2 separate regions of the Mus musculus genome follow, and region 2 is linked to region 1. A link is a contact called in public Hi-C data. All regions are on one chromosome and are shown on one strand. The core of a region is the stretch at or near the end of the contact, and the rest is flanking DNA. Distances in the headings are between cores, read along the strand shown.

What was found. A called contact is a pair of places that touch in the nucleus more often than the background predicts.
Region 2: a Hi-C map of the N1E-115 cell line shows a contact between it and region 1, with 5 times the contacts expected there. The contact joins two enhancer-like sites. A contact is called at or near these places in 1 of 15 datasets of contacts at CTCF or cohesin (the G1E-ER4 cell line), 6 of 484 Hi-C or Micro-C datasets (the 63-12 cell line, the G1E-ER4 cell line, the N1E-115 cell line and 3 more), 7 of 115 datasets of contacts at active chromatin or transcription factors (T-cell acute lymphoblastic leukemia, acute myeloid leukemia, embryonic stem cells and 3 more) and 1 of 9 other capture datasets (embryonic stem cells).

Annotation. Positions count from the first base shown.
Region 1 is chr4:108,345,626-108,348,356 of GRCm38.p6, reverse strand. Gm46889 (a long non-coding RNA gene) reads left to right here. Exons shown (of 2, transcript XR_001784545.1): 2 at 2,600-2,731. Among named protein-coding and RNA genes, the nearest start is that of Gm46889, 4.2 kb to the left of the region's middle. Within about 2 kb of position 1,421, at least 108 of the 459 cell types and tissues checked have an H3K27ac peak or open chromatin away from gene starts, as enhancers often do. A contact at or near this core is called in the N1E-115 cell line, where this site is marked.
Region 2 is chr4:108,433,044-108,435,743 of GRCm38.p6, reverse strand. All of the region lies in intron 1 of Gm40223 (a long non-coding RNA gene), which reads right to left. Among named protein-coding and RNA genes, the nearest start is that of Gm40223, 3.7 kb to the right of the region's middle. Within about 2 kb of position 1,318, at least 16 of the 459 cell types and tissues checked have an H3K27ac peak or open chromatin away from gene starts, as enhancers often do. A contact at or near this core is called in the N1E-115 cell line, where this site is marked.

The DNA of each region.
Region 1 (2,731 bases), core at 172-2,671:
CATGTTCTCCTGGGCCATCCGTGTAGCCAAGCCAAGAGGACTCTGGAGCACAGAGGGAGCTGTGGGGACACCATGTCCCACTGCAGCTGGCCTTAGCTTCTAACTCCTGTTCCCCAGAATCTACTCAAGCCTCAAGATACCGTATGTGTGCTGCTTGGTTTCCAGCATCTGAATGGAAGGCTGCAGGCAGAACCAAGTCTTTTTTTTTTTTTTCGAGACAGGGTTTCTCTGTATAGCCCTGGCTGTCCTGGAACTCACTTTATAGACCAGGCTGGCCTCGAACTCAGAAATCTGCCTGCCTCTGCCTCCCTAGTGCTGGGATTAAAGGCGTGCGCCACCACGCCCGGCTCAGGACCAAGTCTTAATCCCAGTTGCTGTCCACAGGGTCTGTTGTGTTCCTACTAGCTACATTGGCCGAGACTTGGTCTCTCTGTCTGAAAAATGGAGAGAATAAACGTTTCCTTGTAGGGTTGTGGAGAGGACTAGAACAGTTTGTACTCAGACAGTGGTCAGTCATGATGGGGACCATGAGCTCCTAAGTGACAAATGCTGTCAGGGGCTCTGTGTCCCCAGCATCCAGCCGCAGTGCTGGCTGAGGGAGTAAGGAGGAGCGGAGGGCAAGGCTGTGCTTGCCTGAGGCTCACCTGTCCCTTCACGGATGGACAAGCTTTGTTCCCAGAGCCCTGCTGTGGGGAGGTGGCAGAACCTCTGGGAGGAGGGCCCTTAAGGGAGAGTTTTAGGTCATTGTGGAGTCGGGGATGAGGTAAGTCTTTTGCATGTTGATATGTTTGTGAGACAGGTATCCGTGGGCCTTCATGTTTACCCGTGCATGCAAGTGGAGCCCAGAGTCTGACAGCAAGTATCTCCCTTGACCACTCTCCACCTTACTTATTGGGCAGGGTCTCTCACCTGTATCCAGAGATGGCTGATGTGGACCAGTCTAACTAGTTCTGCCTGTTCTGGGGATCCCTTGCCTCCATCACCCCAGTTGTGGGATTGTAGGACGATGACCACACCCACCTGGCTTTCTTGGTTCTGAGGATCTGACCTCTGTTCCACATGTTTGCACAATAAGCGCTTTACCCGTGAGTCATCCTTCTAGGTTCACTCCCTCTTGGCAGTTCTTCCTTTTTTTTTTTTTTTGGTTTTGGTTTTGGTTTTGGTTTTTCGAGACAGGGTTTCTCTGTATAGCCCTGGCTGTCCTGGAACTCACTTTGTAGACCAGGCTGGCCTCGAACTCAGAAATCTGCCTGCCTCTGCCTCCCGAGTGCTGGGATTAAAGGCACGTGCCACATTGCCCAGCTCAGTCCTTCCTTTCTTTCTCTTTTGGTTTTTCAAAACAGGGATTCTGTGTGTAGCCCTGTCTGTCCTGAACCGTCTCTGTAGACCAGGCTGGCTTCAGACTCACAGAGATCCGCTGGGATTAAAGGCATGGGTAACCGCTTCCTGGTGCCCTTGGTAGTTCTCAAGGATCTTGTTACATAGCTGGTGGTGTGTAATCCTAGTACTGTAAGGATTCCACTAATTCAGGGCTAGCCTTGGCAATGTAGCAAGCTGAGCCGACAGCTGTGGATGTTTGAATGAAGAGGCCCCAATAGGTTCATATAGCTAAATCTTGGTCTCCAGTTGGCTATTTGGGAAGAAGTAAAAGGTGTAGCCCTATTGGAGAAGGTGTGTTACCAGGAACTGGGTCCCAACCAAATGCTTTCTTTTATATTGCCTTATTAAAGATGTTTTATCAGACAGGTGGTGGTGGTACATGCCTTTAATCCTACAATTTGGGAGGCAGAGGCAGGCAGATCTCTTATCAGAATTTGAGGCCAACCTGGTCTGCAGAGGATGGCAAGTGTCATGGATGTTCTGATGGGTGACGGCTATGTGTAGACACAGGGGCCACTGCATCACTGCAGCCTGGAGGAACATGCAGCCTTCCAGACCAGGAGGCCAGAGACGGAAGGGGTTCCAGGAGAAAATCCAGTATAGGCAACCTGGGTACTTCTGTTGTTTCTTTCTCATTTCATTCCTAATAAACTTACCAATGGAAGTGTATATATTCAAGGTATACAATGTCTGTTAGTAGTTATCAAACACATCCACCCCCACAGTTAGCATGTGTGTACTGGCCACCTTTTGGTGGTAGCTCACACAGACTACAGGCAAATCCCTGATGCAGAAACCCAAGGAACAAGAAGGAGCCAAATACAGTGGCATGGGGGTGGGAGACACGTTGGGGAAAGGGCTGTCTTTCCGATTTAAACAGTACAGAGGACTGATACATAAACTGTATGTAATACAATTGGCACTTCTCAGGCCAGAGGAGGGGCAACAGCTGGGAACAGCTTCCACTGGGCGCCTGCTGTTCTCAGGGAGTGTGTTCAGGCAGCAGAGGAAAGAGAGGGGCCCCAAGCCCCCCCCCCCGCCCCAGGCCTACCTCTTGCAGCTGCTCTATGCCATCAACCCCCCTCCCCAGAAAGCCCCTTCCTTTGCTCCCCAGATAGTTAAATGATGGCAGCCGGGTTTTAAAGGCTAGACTCCCACAGAAGCTAACAAAACAATGGGGCAAGAAACAATGACCTAACTAAAGAATCTGCCTTCGCAGTTGCTTAACCATCCCAAGGACCTGTCGGAACGATCACTTTCTTATCTACCTGAACACAGAAGGTTGGGCAGCTTCTCCAAGATCAGAGAGTCAATAACGTGCAGAACAAAGAGTGGACACCAGTATCCGCCC
Region 2 (2,700 bases), core at 69-2,568, 87 kb before region 1:
CTGCCCTGGCTTCCTTCAGTGATGAACTATGATATGGAAATGTAAGACAAATAAATCCTTTCTTCCCCCAACTTACTTTTGGTCACAGTGTTTGTTTCATTATAGCAATAGTAACTGACTAAGACATATGGTGTGCCTGTGTGTGTGTGTGTGTGTGTGTGTGTGTGTGTGTGTGTGTGTGTGTGTGTGTTTTGAATGCAGTTGAGCACATACCCATGTGCACACATCTGGAAGCCATCCTTCTTTACTGCCCTGTTGTCTTTTATCTGGGCTGGCTGGCTAACAAGCTCTCCCACCCCCACCACTGGGGTTAGAGGCACATGTAGCCATGCCCAGTTATTTGAGTTGGGTGCTGGGGATTCAAACTCAGGTCTTCATGCTTGCTTAATCCATGTTTTTATCTACTGTGCCATATCTCCAGCCCCCTCAGAAAGTTTCCTATCTGTAAAACAAAGATAAAAACTAATACTGACTTCATAGGATTTCATTAAGTAAGAGCCCATGTATAGAACTGCCTAGGAGCGAATGTCAATTTCTTTTTTCTTAGGCTACAAATAGAGGGGGAAGGTGACAACCTAGGAACAAGGATAAAGAACTTCTCTGGCCAATGCGCAATGTTCAAAGAGTATAATGAGGATGGATGATTCTGGATAACTGGTTGTGGTGGCAACAAGCCAGGGTCTAGGCCTACATCAAGTGGTTCTGACAAGAGTCTGATGGAAGAGGCATAATGGTTCTGGGTTATTATTCTGTGCTCAGCTGTATGTAGGCTAGTGGAAGAAGGAACAGGATCCTCTCCACTCCAGTCCTAAGTTGGGATTAGTAGGACGTAGGCAGGCTGACGGCCATGACACAAGTGTAGTCAGTGGACTGTTTCAGCTGAAAACCAGTGGTACTAATTGAGTCAGAGTTCACATCTAACACACCTAAAATCAATTCTAATTCTTGGACCCAGCTGCTATTAGAGGTGAGGATGTCTGCTCCTACAATGGCCTGGATTGGCTCAGACACTAGACAGAGCTGAGCCTTTGATGAAAGTGCATAACAGTAATAATAATTATTATTACTATAATTTATCCTTAAGTATCTTGTGCTAGGGTTTCCATTCAACCTCACCACATCACTGAGAGGAGCAAACTAAAAGTAAACATTTTGTTTAAAAAAAAAAAAAAAAGGAAATTGAGAGCATGTTTTGATGGTACAGGTCCGTAATCCCAGCACCCAAGGGTTGGAGGCCGGAGGATTAAGAGTTCAAGATCAACCTCAGTTACATAATGAATTCTAGGCCAGGCTGAGGTACATGAAACCCAGTCTCAAAACAACAGGAAATTGATAGCCACAGACGTTACAGTACTTTTTCAAAACCATAGGCCAAGTAGATAGCTTAGTTGTGAGGCACTTTCCCTGTAAGTTTTAGGACCAGAATTCAGACCCCAAGAACCCATATAAAATTCAAGCGGGCATGGCAGCCTCCCTGTAGTCCTAATGAGCAGAAGCCAGAAACAGGAAATCCTGGAGCAAGCTGGTTAGAGTAGCCGAACGGCCAGCTCTCGGTTCAGCAGTATGTAAGGTGGAAAGCAATGAAGACAGACATCTGACATCAACCTCCAGCCTCCAGATCCACACACACAGATGCAACCACACATGGATGTGCTACACACACATGAACATGCATGTGCATACACACACAGACACACACATACACACAGACAAGCAAAAACCAAGATAATAATAAAAGGTAAAACCAAATTCCAAAATCTGTTTACTGAAAGAGAGTTTAGCTGTTGATAATGAAAAGAAATTGCAAAAAGAAAAGAAAAGAAAAGAAAAGAAAAGGAAAGAAAAGAAGGAAGGAAGAAAAAGAAATCTCTAACCACAGGTCCCTCAAAGGCACACTATATACCTTCTAGGCTTTTCATCTGGGTCCAGCCTCAACCCTTTGATACTTCTACCAGAAACCCATATAACAGAGAGCTGTCCTAGGGAATATTTTCCACAGGAAACATCTGCCTGGATATTTCGAAGGCTGAAAAGTGTCCCACGAGGGAGCTGGGGAAGCAAAGGCCAATCACAAGCGTGGTGATCAGTCCAGGTACCAGGTGGACTGGAGCAGAGAGAAAACGCAGGCTTCCTGCCTTCTGCTCCCTCTGGAAGCTTGTGCTGGCTGGTAAAATAAACTCCTTCCAGGACTCGGGTTCCCAGGTTAGTGATCTGGTTTTCTTCTAATAAGATGTGAGCTGCCTTTCAATAGGGGGAGGGGAAGGTAGAAATTATTGCCAATTACTCAAACTCTGTAGGCAGGGAGTCCAGGCATTTCATGTCTTTACAATTAAGGGACTTCCACTTTATTCGCAGAGTGGGATAGACATTCTTTCTTTGAGTGTTTACAAGAGAATCAATTGAAAAAGATTGTTTAAATCCTTTTTTGTTTAAAGAAACTGACATAATAGAAAGAAAGGGTTGTGTCCCTGACAAGAAAAGCCTTTCCCAACTTTTCTTTTGCTCGGCTCAACAGCACTTAAAGGTCTCTCAATAAATCAAGTCACTGGCGGAAAGTAGAAAATTGCTACCAGGAAAGAAGACTTTTTTGTTTTAAAACTGAATGTCTCTGGGTAGAAATTAGCCCATATTCACCCTGAATGTATTATTCAGATTAATTATTCTATTTCTTGCTTGTAGCTGGAGAGAACAGTTCTTCAT